2 separate regions of the Mus musculus genome follow, and region 2 is linked to region 1. The links are chromatin contacts, called in public promoter capture Hi-C maps. All regions are on one chromosome and are shown on one strand. The core of a region is the stretch at or near the end of the contact, and the rest is flanking DNA. Distances in the headings are between cores, read along the strand shown.

The links. Promoter capture Hi-C pulls out the DNA fragments that hold promoters and counts their contacts.
Region 2: a contact with region 1 is called in a promoter capture Hi-C map of macrophages, with 5 read pairs. The contact joins the promoter of Clec12a here to the enhancer-like site in region 1. A contact is called at or near these places in 6 of 39 promoter capture datasets (the C10 cell line, cranial neural crest, hippocampal neurons and 3 more), 13 of 484 Hi-C or Micro-C datasets (the AML12 cell line, B cells, CD4 T cells and 8 more), 1 of 115 datasets of contacts at active chromatin or transcription factors (large pre-B cells) and 4 of 9 other capture datasets (adipose tissue, liver, macrophages and 1 more).

Annotation. Positions count from the first base shown.
Region 1 is chr6:129,169,128-129,176,803 of GRCm38.p6, reverse strand. Gm26160 (a small nuclear RNA gene) reads right to left here and starts at 1,984; the gene lies at 1,922-1,984. Within about 2 kb of position 4,988, at least 32 of the 459 cell types and tissues checked have an H3K27ac peak or open chromatin away from gene starts, as enhancers often do. A contact at or near this core is called in adipose tissue, macrophages and neutrophils, where this site is marked.
Region 2 is chr6:129,346,583-129,354,258 of GRCm38.p6, reverse strand. It overlaps Clec12a (C-type lectin domain family 12, member a), which reads right to left and starts at 4,015. Exons shown (of 6, transcript NM_177686.4): 1 at 3,748-4,015; 2 at 809-907; 3 at 424-612. The coding sequence starts at 3,838.

The DNA.
Region 1 (7,676 bases), core at 3,739-6,238:
TCAACAAAGGTGTGGGCTGGTAGTTGGCCATGGTAAATAGAACACATCAAATGCTATGGCAAAATAAGGTTATCTACTCACTGTCAGTCCATATATAAACAGCTAACATCCATTCACATATGTTTCCAATATAGTGAAAATTAATCACATAAAATTACTTGTCCTGTTAGAAATGGATATCAATGAGTTTTCTGAACATACAATTTAATCTGTTACATTTTGTACCATTTTAATAATACTTAAAAATAAACACTTGAACCTGCTGAGAATATCTTGCAATATCTTCTTTTATTCTCTATAGTTGATGTCACCAAAACGAGCTCCTTATATGAAAATCCTTGATATGAAATGGGGGCTGGAGAGATAGCCAAGCTCTTAAAGGCTAACGCTCCCAACCAAAGGAGTAGGTTCAGTTCTCAGCACTCATGCTTGTCTCTCCAGCTGCCTCTTTACCTGAGAGCCTGGTAGATATCAAATAAACAAACTTATAAACAAATAAAAAAATCAACAAATTAGTATATAAGCATGTACATCCGTGATGCAATAAGGATTATTTGCATAATACATTTATTATGGTGGTGTACATGTTAGATCAGAACTGAATCAGGCTGTCCTTTAATCAGAACAATGAAGGATAGCAGTTCCCTACAGAAGTAAAGACCAAGTGCCCAGGCATAGGGGACTAGGGCTTTTTAGGGCCAAGAGGGAACTTCTGGAGAGGAAAGTTTTATCATTAGATGTGTTCTTTACCATCAGGGATGGATGATAGCAGCTGGTATTCTCTTACTACATTTTCTTGTAGGGCAGGTTTTCTCATGGTTTTGCTGAGTCTGGAGATTTTTTTTTTCTCATCTGAGATTTCTTGTACTAGGTTATCACCTTTCATTTCAGATTCTGAGAACAGATAAAAGGAAGTGGACAATCTGTCCTCTCATTGGTCCTTTTTGTGGGAGAGGAATAATGGAGTGAGACAGGTTGGCTCTGACCTAGGGCCTAAGGGTCCATAGGTCAGATTGACTTTATGTAAGCAGGAGTAGAATTTTAACCAAAAGAACTGTTTGGATCCAGTGACTACTGCCATGTACTTCTGGAAAAATCTTTGAGAACAGTTGATTAGACAGAGTGATTTACTTAGTAAGATGAAACCAAAGTGGAGAACCTAGCCAAGGTAGCCATTGTCCCAGTGAGTTCCTAGTGATAGCAGTGATTTTGTCCAGAAGGAACTTCATTAAAAAGTTTAAAAGACAGGATGAATACTTAAGTATGAGAATAATAAGAATGAAAAGAATGATGTACGGGAGGAGCCTGAGTGGAAAGAAATCCAAAGCTCATTCATAGGAGGAGACTTGTTATTTGGTGGGTTTTTTTTTTTTTTCCTCCTCTGACATATAAGTCTTTGGTCCTTAAGTCTCAAGCCAGTTTAGATTTGTTGGTGCAGAAAAAAAAACATTGTTCCTAGCTGAGGGCACAAAATCCCACTGCTAGCAGTAGTCAACTGACATAGTCCTCATCAATTTTCAATTATTGCATCAACAAAAAATTGATCTGAAATTTCTTTAAGGTTGTCTGAGAGCTGGTGAGACAAGGGTTAACTGATTCAAAGAAGCCATCACTCCAGATGTTTTAGTTCTGCACAGCTAGCTGGATGAAAGCATAGCACACACAGTTATAAATAGTATTCAGCACTTTGTAATGGTAATAAACACATTATTATTGGTTTATACTGCATTGCTAAGGATGAGCCTCCAAGAGGGGAGCCTGAGAAAGGATGTTTGGGAGCAGCAGAAGAAACAACTTGAAGTCAGTGATGCAAGCTGACAGTTCTGTAGTCTGCTTGAGACAGCTCTGTAGATAGATTTCTATTTGAGATATCTTTCTGCTTGAAACAGCTGTTTGCCTAAGAGAGGCCTCTAAATAGCTTTTGGGTTTTCCAAAAAAAGTCAGAAAACCTGAGAGAAAAATTCTAAAAGAGATGTTATCTCTCGAAACAGCCCTTTCTAGGTAGCTCTCTCTTGTGCGCCAAAGCCCAGTCTTTTATTTATATATCAATTCAGTCATTTACCCCAGTTTCTCTTTTGATTATCCCACAAATCATTATTTTATGACCTTAGCTGCTTGATTATTTTAAAAGAACTGAAACTCGCTCTGTCCCAGGCTAGCACTGAACTCAAAAATCTGCCTGCCTTTGTAAATACACCCAATAAGCTTAGCTGGGTGGAATCTTGCCCTGAGATCACTACTCCCTAAATCTCTTTATCTCCTTCCTTAATATCTTTCTGACAAATTGGTTCATCAGTTCAGTTGCCTCTGTTCTTTTAGGTCTGTGAAGCCCCTCATACAATTCTTATTGCACCATATATTTTACATAGTTGAGAAATCATGTTTAGATATTCTTGAACCCATGTTTTCAAAGCTCTTTCCCATAGCCTTAAGGGATGCCCTGAAGGTCTCATCATCACAAAGATACATTTTCACTTCCCAGTCTCTGATTTTCATGGAGTCATTATCCTTGGCAGAGAGGACGTTCTCGAAGGAGGAGCATAAAGTAAAATATCTTCATTATTGTACAAACAAGCCTTATACCTACAGCAACAGTCAACACTCATGAAGTCCCATACCCTGCTGACTCTGATCCAGGGGCAGGATCTATGTCAAAAAGTCTCTTCCGCAGCCATTCAGGACCTGGCACTGTATATATGTATACATATATATGTTTATATATATGTATATATATATATATATATATATATATATATATATATATAACACAGTAAATACACTATATATATATATATATATCACAACTAAATTAATAGATGAATACACATACTATATATATTGTGTGTATATATATATAGTATATACATATTGTGTGAGCTCGATGTGGCTGCTATGCCTTCAGTAGCCTATGTCTTATAACCATTGTGCCTCAATCATAGCAAGAAGGCAATATAAGTAACAAACTTATGTTATCTAGAGGTAAGAAGTACACTCTGCCCTGCCTTGATAGATTGAACTCCTTATAAAAATGTGCACCCAAATAGATCTTTCCCCTAGTTGTTTCTGACAGCTATTTTGTCACAGCAATGAGTTGGGAAACTAATGTATCATCTTACTGCATTTTTCAGTCACTAAGATGCTGAAATCGTTTTCCAGTTTCCAGTCTGAATGGGAAAGCTTTGTGTTTCTCACCATGGAATATGGTGTTACTGTTGGTGTTTCATGGATGTTCTTTATCAAGTTGAAGTCACTTCCAGATTCTGTTCTTAGTTTTCATCTATTAATTTGGTTGTGTTTTTTTTTAATTTTAGACAACTAGTATGTTAATCTGCATTAACTGATTTCATTTTTGCAGTTTTATGTTTTTAACTGACCCATAGTGCTATACATACATGTGATGTGGTATCATGTTTCAGTACATGTACACAATGGGTAATGATCACATTAGGTCCCTACTCTATCACCCCATACATTCATTGTTTCTTCATCATAAGAACATTCAAAATCTTCCAACTACACTGAACTTGCATACCTGGGAGAAATCCCACTTCGTCTTGTTATATAATATGTGGATGTATGGTGAGACTGATTTTGCGGTACTTTGCTGAGGCCTTTTGTGTGTATGCATTAGAATAATGGTATGGTTTAACCTGGGGTGAGTCTTCACACCTCTTTTAACCTAGATAATCCTTCACAGGTACATCTTTCTGTCTTTGGTCATTCTAGATTCTGTCAGGTTGAAAGTCAGGGTTAACCATCTCAGTTGGAAAGATGGATCTCTTTCTCATGTTACACAGACACTAAATGTCAGAGATGTCTGTCATCCAAATTTAGGTCAACCTCTAGTCCATTCACCACTCTGCTGAGCAATTCCCCGACAGTAACAAAGGGAGCAGTTTATTTCCCTTTAACTGTAGTCCAGGCTATTAGATTCTCAACACTCTTCAGGAATTATGAAGATTTTACATAGCAAAAACTCATTTTGTAGAAAAGTGGCCATTCATAAAATCGTTCTTAAAATGCCCAGATATTTGCAAGAATTCATAAGAATGGCATTAATAAGGTAAAAGCTACCAAACACTCACAGAACAAAGTCATTCTAGTGAGAAGGGTGGGCTGATTCCACGACAGGTTTCAAATAGGCAGTTAAGGAGACTAGGCCTTAATCTGTTTCCAAGAACTGGACGATTCCAGGAAAGTCCAGGCCTCAGAAGCTGCCCTGCCACCTGGTCTGAGGCAAGGACAATGGGTCAGCAGCAGTTTCCAGACCTCCCTAGTGGTTTTCCAGCACCCACACCCAGGTAATAGAATGTCCTTAGAGATAGATCCAACACATTAGCATAGAAGTCATCTACCCTGGAACACCCTAATGTGCTTTAACTCAGGACTGCAAGCTCACTTGGTTGTGTCTCTATCTTGGTGATGGGAAACCCCAGCATGCTGGATTTCTTGCAGAATAAAACACTCCTTGTGTTTACATGCAATTTGAGTCCTTTGGTGAATCATGGACCTATACACTAGTTTTCTTTCTGTAGTAAACACCATGACCAAAAGCAACCTGGGTAGGAAAAGGTTTATTTAGCTTGTGTATTCAAATCCAGGCCATTAATGAGGCAAGCAAAGGTTGGAACTAAACCTGCATGCAGGAATTGAATTAGAAAACATGGAGGAGTGCTGCTTTACTGACTTGCTCCCCGTGGTTTGCTCAGTGTTCTTTCCTATATAACCCAAGATCATCTGCTTAAGTGTGGCACTGCCTCAAATGGGCTGTACTCTCCTACAATTATCATCAATCAAGAAACTGTTCTACAGATTTGCGTATAAGTCAATCTGATGGAGACATTTTCTCAGATTAGGTTTCCTCTTCCCAGATGACAAAACCCAAGCAGGACAAAGGTGTTGTGCAATAATGTGCAACCCAATAGTGTTGACTCACTTGAATATACATGCAATATTTCCCTTTTACCTCCTCACCCCAAACAGTCACATGGTGGAGCACAAGATGGCCTGCAGCCTGCTGTGAAACCCAGGCTTGCCTGAAACTCATGGTAACTCTTGTGCCTCATCATCTAGGAGCTGGGATCACAGTGAGGAGCCACCATACCCAGCTTGAAGTCTTTCATCAAGTGTCTGTAAAATAAATTGAATTACACCTATCACTGCCTTGCTTTGAAATGAATGAGACTCAGACTATGATTTATTGATTTAGCCTTTGTGCAGTTACTGGGAGATTACCCCTAATCTAATTTTCTAATGCTTAGACTTCTAACTCCCCAGATGTGCTCCCCAGATAATGGTTGGTTGAGTCTCCCTGGGTTACTTCTGCTCCAGCCAGCTATCCTGGGGTGGGGGTGGCATATCACTCAGGCCTGAGCTCCTGGCCCATCATATCTAATGGACACTTCGTATTCCTGCCTTCTTTTCTTTTTCTCCTCATGGTCCCTACCTGCCACCCCCAGCTAGGTAACTGTAAACTTGCCTATCTCTTCTCCCTTTGGTAATTGGCTGTAGCCACCTTTATTTAATAATTTTAAATTAGGGAGCAAAGTTTACACAACAAAAGCTGGTGCCTTGGGACAACCAGATCTTGAGGGACAGAATTAGCATTTTAATGCACAGCAGCACAGGCCTACCCCCAGCACATCTGTCACACAGGCCTACCCCCAACACATCTGCCACACAGGCCTACCCCCAACACATCTGCCAGACCCTGAGCATCACTGAACCATGACTAAGGCAGCAAAGTTCTTGCTGTCTTCAAAGTCTCAGGATTGGCTCTATGGAAGAAGCAAAGATTACGCATAATAAAACCAAAGATAGAATTACCATATGACCCTGCTTTACCCTTCCTGATCATATAGCCAGAGGACTTCACAGCCCACCACAGAGATGCTTGCACACCCATGTTACAGACGCTCTGTGAAAAATAATAAAGAGGCTCCGGGACTCCACGGAGGGAAGGCTGCACGGGTGACGGTGTGGAATACAGAGGCCAGCCGTTTCTGGGACAGGCGAGAGCCACAGAGCTTCTGAGGCGACGCCATCTTCGGCTCCAGACAACCGGCCACCTTCCTGGCCAAAGCAACACACCTTCTGGGAAAGATCCTGTTTTGGGCCTTCATCTTCAGCCAGGAGGAGGTCCAAACACCAGATAACTGTGCACCTTCCCTGAAAGAGGAGAGCTTGCCTGCAGAGACTGCTCTGACCACTGAAACTCAGAGGAGAGAGTTAGTCTCCCACGTCTGCTGATAGAGGGTAACAAAATCAACAGAGGAACAATCTCTAAACAAAGACAACTATAACAACTAACTCCAGAGATTGCCATATGGGTAAAGGTAAAGGTAAGAATCCTACTAACAGAAACCAGGACCACTCACCATCATCAGAACCCAGAACGCCCACTTCGCCCAGTCCAGGGCATCCTAACACACCTGAAAAGGTAGACCTGGATTTAAAAGCATATCTCATGATGATGGTAGAGGACATAAAGAAGGAATTTAATAACTCACTTAAAGAAATACTGAAGAACACTGCTAAAGAGTTACAAGTCCTTAAAGAAAAACAGGAAAACACATCCAAACAGATGATGGAAATGAACAAAACCATACTAGACCTAAAAAGGGAAGTAGACACAATGAAGAAAACCCAAAGTGAGGCAACACCGGAGATAGAAACCCTAGGAAAGAAATCTGGAACCATAGATGCCAGCATGAGCAACAGAATACAAGAGATGGAAGAGAGAATCTCAGGTGCAGAAGATTCCATAGAGAACATCGGCACAACAATCAAAGAAAATGGAAAATGCAAAAAGAACCTAACTCAAAACATCCAGGAAATCCAGGACACAATGAGAAGACCAAACCTACGGATAATAGGAGTAGATGAGAATGAAGAATTTCAACTTAAAGGGCCAGCAAATATCTTCAACAAAATTATTGAAGAAAACTTCCCAAATCTAAAGAAAGAGATGCCTATGAACATACAAAAAGCATACAGAACTCCAAATAGACTGGACCAAAAAAGAAATTCCTCCCGAAACATAATAATCAGAACATCAAATGCACTAAATAAAGATAGAATACTAAAAGCAGTAAGGGAAAAAGGTCAAGTAACATATAAAGGCAAGCCTATCAGAATTACACCAGATTTTTCACCAGAGACTATGAAAGCCAGAAGAGCCTGGACAGATGTTATACAGACACTAAGAGAAAACAAATTCCAGCCCAGGCTACTATACCCAGCCAAACTCTCAATTACCATAGATGGAGAAACCAAAGTATTCCACGACAAAACCAAATTCACACATTATCTCTCCACGAATCCAGCCCTTCAAAGGATAATAACAGAAAAAACCAATACAAGGACGGGAACCACGCCCTAGGAAAAAAACAAGAAGATAATCCCTCAACAAAACTAAAAGAAGACAGAAACAAGAACAGAATGCCAACTTTAACAACAAAAAGAACAGGAAGCAACAATTACTTTTCCTTAATATCTCTTAATATCAATGGACTCAACTCCCCAATAAAAAGACATAGACTAACAAACTGGCTACACAAACAAGACCCAACATTTTGCTGCTTACAGGAAACTCATCTCAGAGAAAAAGATAGACACTACCTCAGAATGAAAGGCTGGAAAATAATTTTCCAAGCAAATGGTATGAAGAAACAAGC
Region 2 (7,676 bases), core at 2,766-5,265, 180 kb before region 1:
CACTGGGGAACTCACTAATGACTCTAAAAATGAATGGCAGCAAATATGCCATCGAGTACAAAGAGGCTTCCCTCCCATGCCATCATCTCTTGAGATCTGTGCTCAGGGCAATGGTAATAAACTGCAGATTAGGAAAACTGTGTATACTAAGTGGTGCTTCATTATGGAGCTGTCAGAACCTTGTAAGTTGGCAGCTTGTTGTTTTAACTGCTTTCCTTGTTTGTCTCTAACTAGGGAAATTTCAATGACTAATTTACCAAACTCATTTAGTTTCACATTTAATATTGACTCTGTAAGAAAGTGGTTCTTAAAGGACTCTAAGGTTTACATGTTGGTTTTCGTTTTTTGTTTTTTTTTTTTTGTTTGTTTGTTTGTTTTTTGCTGCCCAGGAAACAGTTTTGAGAGATGGAGTTTGAGGGCTACCTGGTTCTTTGCTATACAGCTCTCGGCACAGCTGGGTGGCTGTGCTTTGCAGCATGGCAGAAAGGTTCTTGATTTTCTTGGAGCTGTTGAGATTGTGCTTCAGCTGTAGGGAAACATTTTCCTGAAGTTCTTCCTTGGCCCTTTGCAATTGATTCGATTTTATCATTTCTGTTGCCAAAGTTGTATAAACTCCAGGTTTTTTTTTTTTTTTAAAGACAAAAGAAAAAAAGAAAAGAGTAGATGATTTTAAGACTTATAAATTCTCAGTAACATAATTTGAGAGGGAGAAGGCAGGAGAATGAGAGGGATTATTGGGAAGTGGGGATGATGCAACTATACTTTAATTAAATGTAAAATTTCTTTTTAAAGAATGGGTAATACATACAGATGCCTCCTAAGACCCCCATTCCAATGAACAGCAGAAGGCATAGAAGAATCAGAATCAAGACTGTTTTTTGCTGTGAATGGGAAGCATCGGCGGATACTGTGAAAATAAAAAAGCACAGCATTCTAGAAGCAGATCATACCTTAACTTGATCCATCCATCCATCCATCCATCCATCCATCCATCCATCCATCCATCCTCCCCTCAATTATTTCATCTATGTATTTTGCTAGAAATTCACAGACTTTTTTCAAGAGTAATCAGATAGGAAATCCTAAGACATCAGGATTCGCTTCAGTTTTTTGACTATGCTATGTCTTACCCCACAGAATTTTTTTGTTTATGAAATGTCTCAAATATCTTACCAATAAGATCAAGGCAATAACTTTAAAAAAAAGAAGAAGAAATATTCACTAAGTTCTTCTGAATGAGAAATGAGTCTCATAGGCAAAGACATTAACCCTTAGATTGACAAAAGACACACAAAAAAAGTAAAGAAAACCTCATAAAATAGAGAGAAGGGAAAATGGGGGTACTGGTAGAATGTGTCCTCGGATATGTTTGTGGAAAGTGTGTTTCAGGAGACTGAAGGAAGCTTTCTGAGGGGTCTTTTGGAATGTGGAGGTTGTGTTTAACAGAGGAAGCAATTCCACTTGTTTGGGTGCTCCCCTCTAAAGCTAAGAATGCGACTGCAGTTCAGCAAAGCAGGTTGTCACTGTCTGTATCCCACTGTCACCCGCCCCCCCCCCCCAGCTCTGTGCTACCCCTAGTCTGGACCTGAATTTCTCATTAAAATTTTTCCAATATTTGCCATTTTTTTAAGAAAACCATTCTCATAGAATTGCTTTTATTATTTTATAGATGACGAATCACAAACTATATCATTTCCCTAAAAAGTTAAAAAAAACTTACATTATGAATTAGTGTTAAGAAATTACATGATTTAAATTATCCCCGTGTACGAATACATAAAAAGATTGTTTCAAGAAAGTAACTCAAGACTAACCTAATGCTCTTACTCTGCTCCTGAAATGTGGTTTATATCAACAGATGATAGCATAACAATGTTGTGAAGTCTCACAAAGTGACATATAAAATATAAAATTTAATTTCTTAATATTTTGGAAAATTATTGTTAGTGAAAATACTATAAATGTTCCAGTCATTATCTGAGGTTTGAAATACAAACTCATAGTCTATCTTTTGTTATAATTATTTTCTCATTTATATATAACATATATATATATATATATATATATATATATATATATATATATTCAGTTATTTAAAAGTTATCAGATCTGTGCCATTTAGGTACTAGACACTACTGTGGCTACTAATAAAACAGAGTAGTAAGGTGTGTGTGTTTTTGTTGTCATCTAGACGCATTTTAAAGGACAGGAAACAAAGTGCAAAATGACTGATTAATAGAGAAATGATAGATACATAGGTAATAGATATATAGAGATGATAGAGATAGGTAGATGATAGATAGATAGATAGATAGATAGATAGATAGATAGATAGATAGATAGATAGATAGGAACTTGAGAGTGAAAGCCACGAGATAACTTAGAAATGCATGTAGAGTGACACTAGAGCAAGAGACCTAGGAAGAGCCCTCCAGTGCTCCATCAAAGAACACAATCAAGCCAGGACAAGCAGAAGAACAAAACCAGCTCAGCCACAGGGATAGTGAAAACCAGGGGGATGTGTCACAGAGAATGCACAGTGTGAAGGAATTTCCTGTAGGTTTTGATATGTTTTGGGTGTTGTGCTGAGTATGTCATGTTGTGTTATATTGTATTGAGAGTAGAGCCTTGAATATGCTAAATGAGTGCTTTAGCACTCAGCTGTATCCTCAGCTCTCTTCTTACCTCTTATTTTGAGACAGGATCTCACTTAACTGACTGCACAGGTTGACTCTGAACTCTCTCATAGCCCAAGTAGGCCTTGAACTTCCAATCTTACTGGATATCTGAGATTAGAGAACCACTCCCTTAGATCTACCAAAAGAGCAATCTTAAAATGGAATGCTCAGCAATATAAAAACAGCAGAAAGGCACAGCAATGAGGTAGAGACATGACTCAGAAGTAGCTCAGGGCCTAACTGTACTTGCTTTGCAAGCCTTATAACCTAAGGGAAATTCCTGGTGGTTCACATGATGCAAGGAGAGGACTGTCTCCTCAAACTGTCCTCAGGCTGCCACACAAGCACTGTGGCACAAGCACACATATACACACACGTACACATATGCGCGTGCACACACACACACACACACACACACACACACACACACTCATACATGTTCATACACATATGCACACACATACACAGATTAAATTTAACCTAAATTTAAGACAAAGAGTAGAGATTTGAATGCTAGGATAAAATATGGAAACTCCTGAAGATCTGGATCAGAGCAAGCTCCATGAACAATGAGGAGAGAAGCCAGATTTAAAAATAAAAAATGTTCTCCCCTTCTTTGTCTTTCTCCTACACTTCAAGCAGTTTGCGTTCAAAAATCTAGCAAGAACATATAAGCCCATGACTTTCCTGAATAAGGTATAGTCCTAATTCCATGGCTTCACACACACACACACACACACACACACACACACACACACACACACACACCAAAACAAAACAAAACCTTCACAATAAAACACTGTCATTTGAAAATACAATCTCTTTCCACATACCTCAATTTAATTTAATATTAAAAATGTAAAATACAATGTTGTATTACAATGGCTTAAAGAAATACCTTATGCTTTAAAGAAAAAAATTATTTTTAATCACTTTGTTATTTGGGGTTTAAATGAAAGGCTGAACAAAAATTCATATGGCATATTAAAATTTAAAGAAATAAAAATTAAAAATTCACATTGCATGAATCTGTGGTCACTGCCATCTCATCCATGGCTCAAAATCTTACCTTTTCCCCCACATTTGTCAGACTTCTGGGTTTCTTCTTTTTTATCAGGGTCCTGGATTTTGAGATTTGCATAAACAATTTCTTCAGACATTGATGAATATTCAAAGAAGGCTCCAGAAAATGTCCTTCGAAAAAGGTGAGAGGGCTGACAGTTAAGTAAGCCTACCTAGACTTTCAACCCTCTGTAAACTGTGGCTAACCTCACAAGCTCAAATTTCCTTTTGAAAAACCACTATGCCAGACTCTCAAATATGTGTCTATGAGCCACAGTCAGTTTATTGCCTCAGACAAGAATAAATAAGATTGAAAGAGGAACACTTTTCTTCCTCATATTTCTTCCTTTTTCTTTACATAAGGTAATTTTTTAAACTGTGCTTGGATAATATTAGCTTCATACGAGTTGCGCAATTTGCTCCTACCACACAGTGCAGAAACAGCATATGATTAAACTCTGAAACAGGGAAATAATCGGAGTGATTCAAATCTCAAATGCTCCCTGGTGCACCACCATGCCCTTCCCCCAACCTTGAGCAGGCTCAAGTGGAGTTATCGCCTTGCTGCACCTGCAAGTTCCTGAAATAAGCTCACTGAGCTTGCTTTGCAACATAATACAGCCTAAACAAAGGTTGGGTTTTGTGGTCTTCCCTTTTTACCTGGAGCTGCAGAATTAAACTTTGCCTTGATCTTGGCTTCATCCTTTTCTTGCAGCCCATAGTCCTTTTCATTCCCAGCCCCCCTTTCAGGTTAACCCAGTTCTCAGTGGCTACTGGATGGCTACAGGTGGTGCATAGCTTGAGGCCTGAAAATGGGGAAGTGGGAGGAAGCACTGAGAAACACTGGCTTGAGTGGAGCTCCACAGAAAACAGAAGAAGTAATGGTATCCTGCCCAGTAATGAACAACATTAATGCTAACACTAGTTAGTTTATTTTAGGGAGGCTGTTGTTGCAGGAGGTGTATTAAGGGCATACAGCTGGGCTGAAGAGGTGTTGACCCGAAGCCAACTTCACCTAGGGGTAACAGCTCAACGGGACAGGGGAATTCTATATAGCCATTTCTCCACAGCCAAGAGTTGCATCAGGTGAGAGGAGCAGGGTTTAAAAACAGATGTTAGAAAAATTCTTAGCACAAGTAGATTTATGCTGTCCATGGTGCCCAGAAGTAGAAATGGTATTCAAATGACATGAGAAAGAGAGAGAGAGAGAGAGAGAGAGAGAGAGAGAGAATAGGTTTCAGAAAAGCAGGTATCCCCTGTCCAGGACATGTTAGCAAAAGAGATAAGCTATTTCAGAGCTCTCCTTGGGACAGGAGGAAATCAGAAGACATCCTGCTTCCTCTCTGGCTCCTACTGGAGATATCCTTAGTCCTGGTTCTAGGTCCCTTTAGGACATCAAGTTCTCTTCCCTCTCTGTCTATTGTCTGTCCTTGGTGCACCAATCTGTCCATGTGTGTCAATTTACACCTGTTTTTGTTTCGTTGTTTGAATGATTGTTGTTCGTGTTTAGTGTTGAAAAGAAAAAAATGGCTAAAACTTTATGTGCTGGCTGCCCACCCCCTGATTTAATTTAGCTTGTTTAAAGGCAGTCTTAATTGTCCTTTGGAGCCCTGCACCTATAGTTAGGAGTCAATCACAGCTGGAGAAGCCCTGCTAGGGGCTGATTACCTGCCATGCTGCTTTTAAAGGGCCCAGCAGCTTCTCAAGTTCTATGGTAAAGAAGCTGACAGTTGTTCCTCCTAGAAAAATCTCTGATTGTGATTATTGGGTTCAGCAAGTAATAAGGTGCTTTTTCTCTTGAAATTATAGCTAGAAAGGATACGAAAATTTTGTTTGGTTTTGAAAGACTCCCGAAGAGGGGAGACTCTCATTCAAGTCTCAGGATGACGAGACCCCCCAAGAACTCATGAGAGACCGTCCTTGCTGTGAAAGAACCTAGTGAGGAACCCCCCACTCAATTCCCAATTTGGCGTGCACCCAAAGAATCACGAAAAGACCGACTTGATGTAAATGCACAAGGTAGTTTAATGGTGGAGCTCCGGGTCATCTCACACAGGAGACAGTGGATTCGACCACGAGGCTTAAAAGCTAGAGGTTTTTATAGAAAAGGGTCTGGGACTGGGGGAGGAATTGGCGTGGTTTCACATGATTGGCTCATTTAAACATCAGCAGACTGTACATGCAGATCGAGGTAACAGCAGAGCATCTGGTTAACATTTAACTTAGATCAGAAGGGCGGGAGATAGGGAGGCGCTGGGCCAGTCCAGACATTCTTGTATGTCTTCCCTCTCTTTATGGCTAGTTGGTTCCTGGGATGACTTTACAGCCTTTGTTCTTTGCTCTAAGCCCAAAAAGCCCTCCTAACTAGCAAGCTGCATGAGTCATGGACCTTGAATAAACTTTCTGGCTAGGGCTTTGAAGTCTTGAATTTAATTTTCTTTCTTTCAGCTGCAAATCACAGGAGGTTTATTGACAGGAACCAGCACGCTGAGTTCAGCTCATATCCCACACAGGGGTAGAGGAGTTCGACACCCAGTAGCTGGAAAAGGGTGTACTTAAAGAAAAAAGACACAACCCAAGGGGTAGGGAGGGCATTATTGGAAAATACCGAGAATACCAGTGGAAAAAATCACAAGGGGGGTACTAAAAATCACAAGTGGAAACTCCCTGCTTCTCAAGATTGTTCTCAAGAATTTAATCATGTGGTCAGACAGGTCCTGGAACGAGGTCACTGAACCGGCTTGTGTAATTACCTGTTCTGTGGTCAGACAGTTCTTGGAACAGGCTGCTTTAGGGACCAACTATTTTTCTTTCTTGGCTCCAACTTGGTCTAGGGGGTCAAACTTAAATTTTCTACCTTACAGTCTAAATATATAAGATGTGTGTAGCCACTTCATTTTTGTTTTCAACTGGCTTTAAAGGTATAAATATATCCTGCATGTATTGGTTATAGAGTATTGGCTTGTAAGTTATTGGGTATGATTAGATATTTGTAACATTGGTAACAGAAAGTTAGCTTAAAACTGGTAACTCAGGGTTGGAGTCATTCTAAACAACAACACGTGGCATGAGCAAACCCAGTAAAAAAGGTCTCTAAAGATACTTCTAAATTGGGATAATATTTTATGTAATTCTTATCCTTGAAACTAGACTGATAAAGGATAGGATTTAAAACAATGTCTTTTTAATGAGTTATTAAAAGTTGTACAGTCAAGCATTCACATATAAGAACTGGCAGCCAAACTTTGAAACGGGAAAGTAATGCTCTTGGTATTGATTTTTAAAGAGAATGGATTGTTTACACTGTTAACAATTGGGTTTTGCTTTCCAAAATTATGATTGTGCTCTAATATTGTAAAAAATAAATAAAAATTATAATTAAATTGCCAGTGTTCCATTGGCTGCAGTTTGCAGTTTGATTACAGGCTCAGGATTCTAACTCACACATATTTGTAATTAAGACAAAAAAATCAAGCAGGTGGAGATTGTTGCAGGGTTTGCAAAGGGTTGCTGAGGCTATGGAATATGAAACTTATGGGGGCATTATAGCCCGGCTTGCCTACTTTAGCTGCCATTCCAGGAAATGCACATAGAATTATTATGGATTTATAGGATTGTTTTTATACTTTTCCCTTTGCATCCTGGTGACTGGGAGGTTTACATTTAGTGAGATTGCTTGCAATTTTGAAGAGGCCATGAAGTGATATCATTGGAAAGTTTTGCCTCCAGGAATGGCTAATAGCCTTATATTATTAAGGCTACTTAAAAAAAAATGTTTCTGCTTCAATACAAGAGATTAGGACTTTGAATCTTTCAGTGTATATTACTCATTATATGGATGGTATTTTATTAACTGATTCTTGGATGGAGTTTTACTACAAGCTTTTGCTCTTGTACAATGAGTTTTAAAAGTTTGGAGTAGTTGTTGCTCCAGAA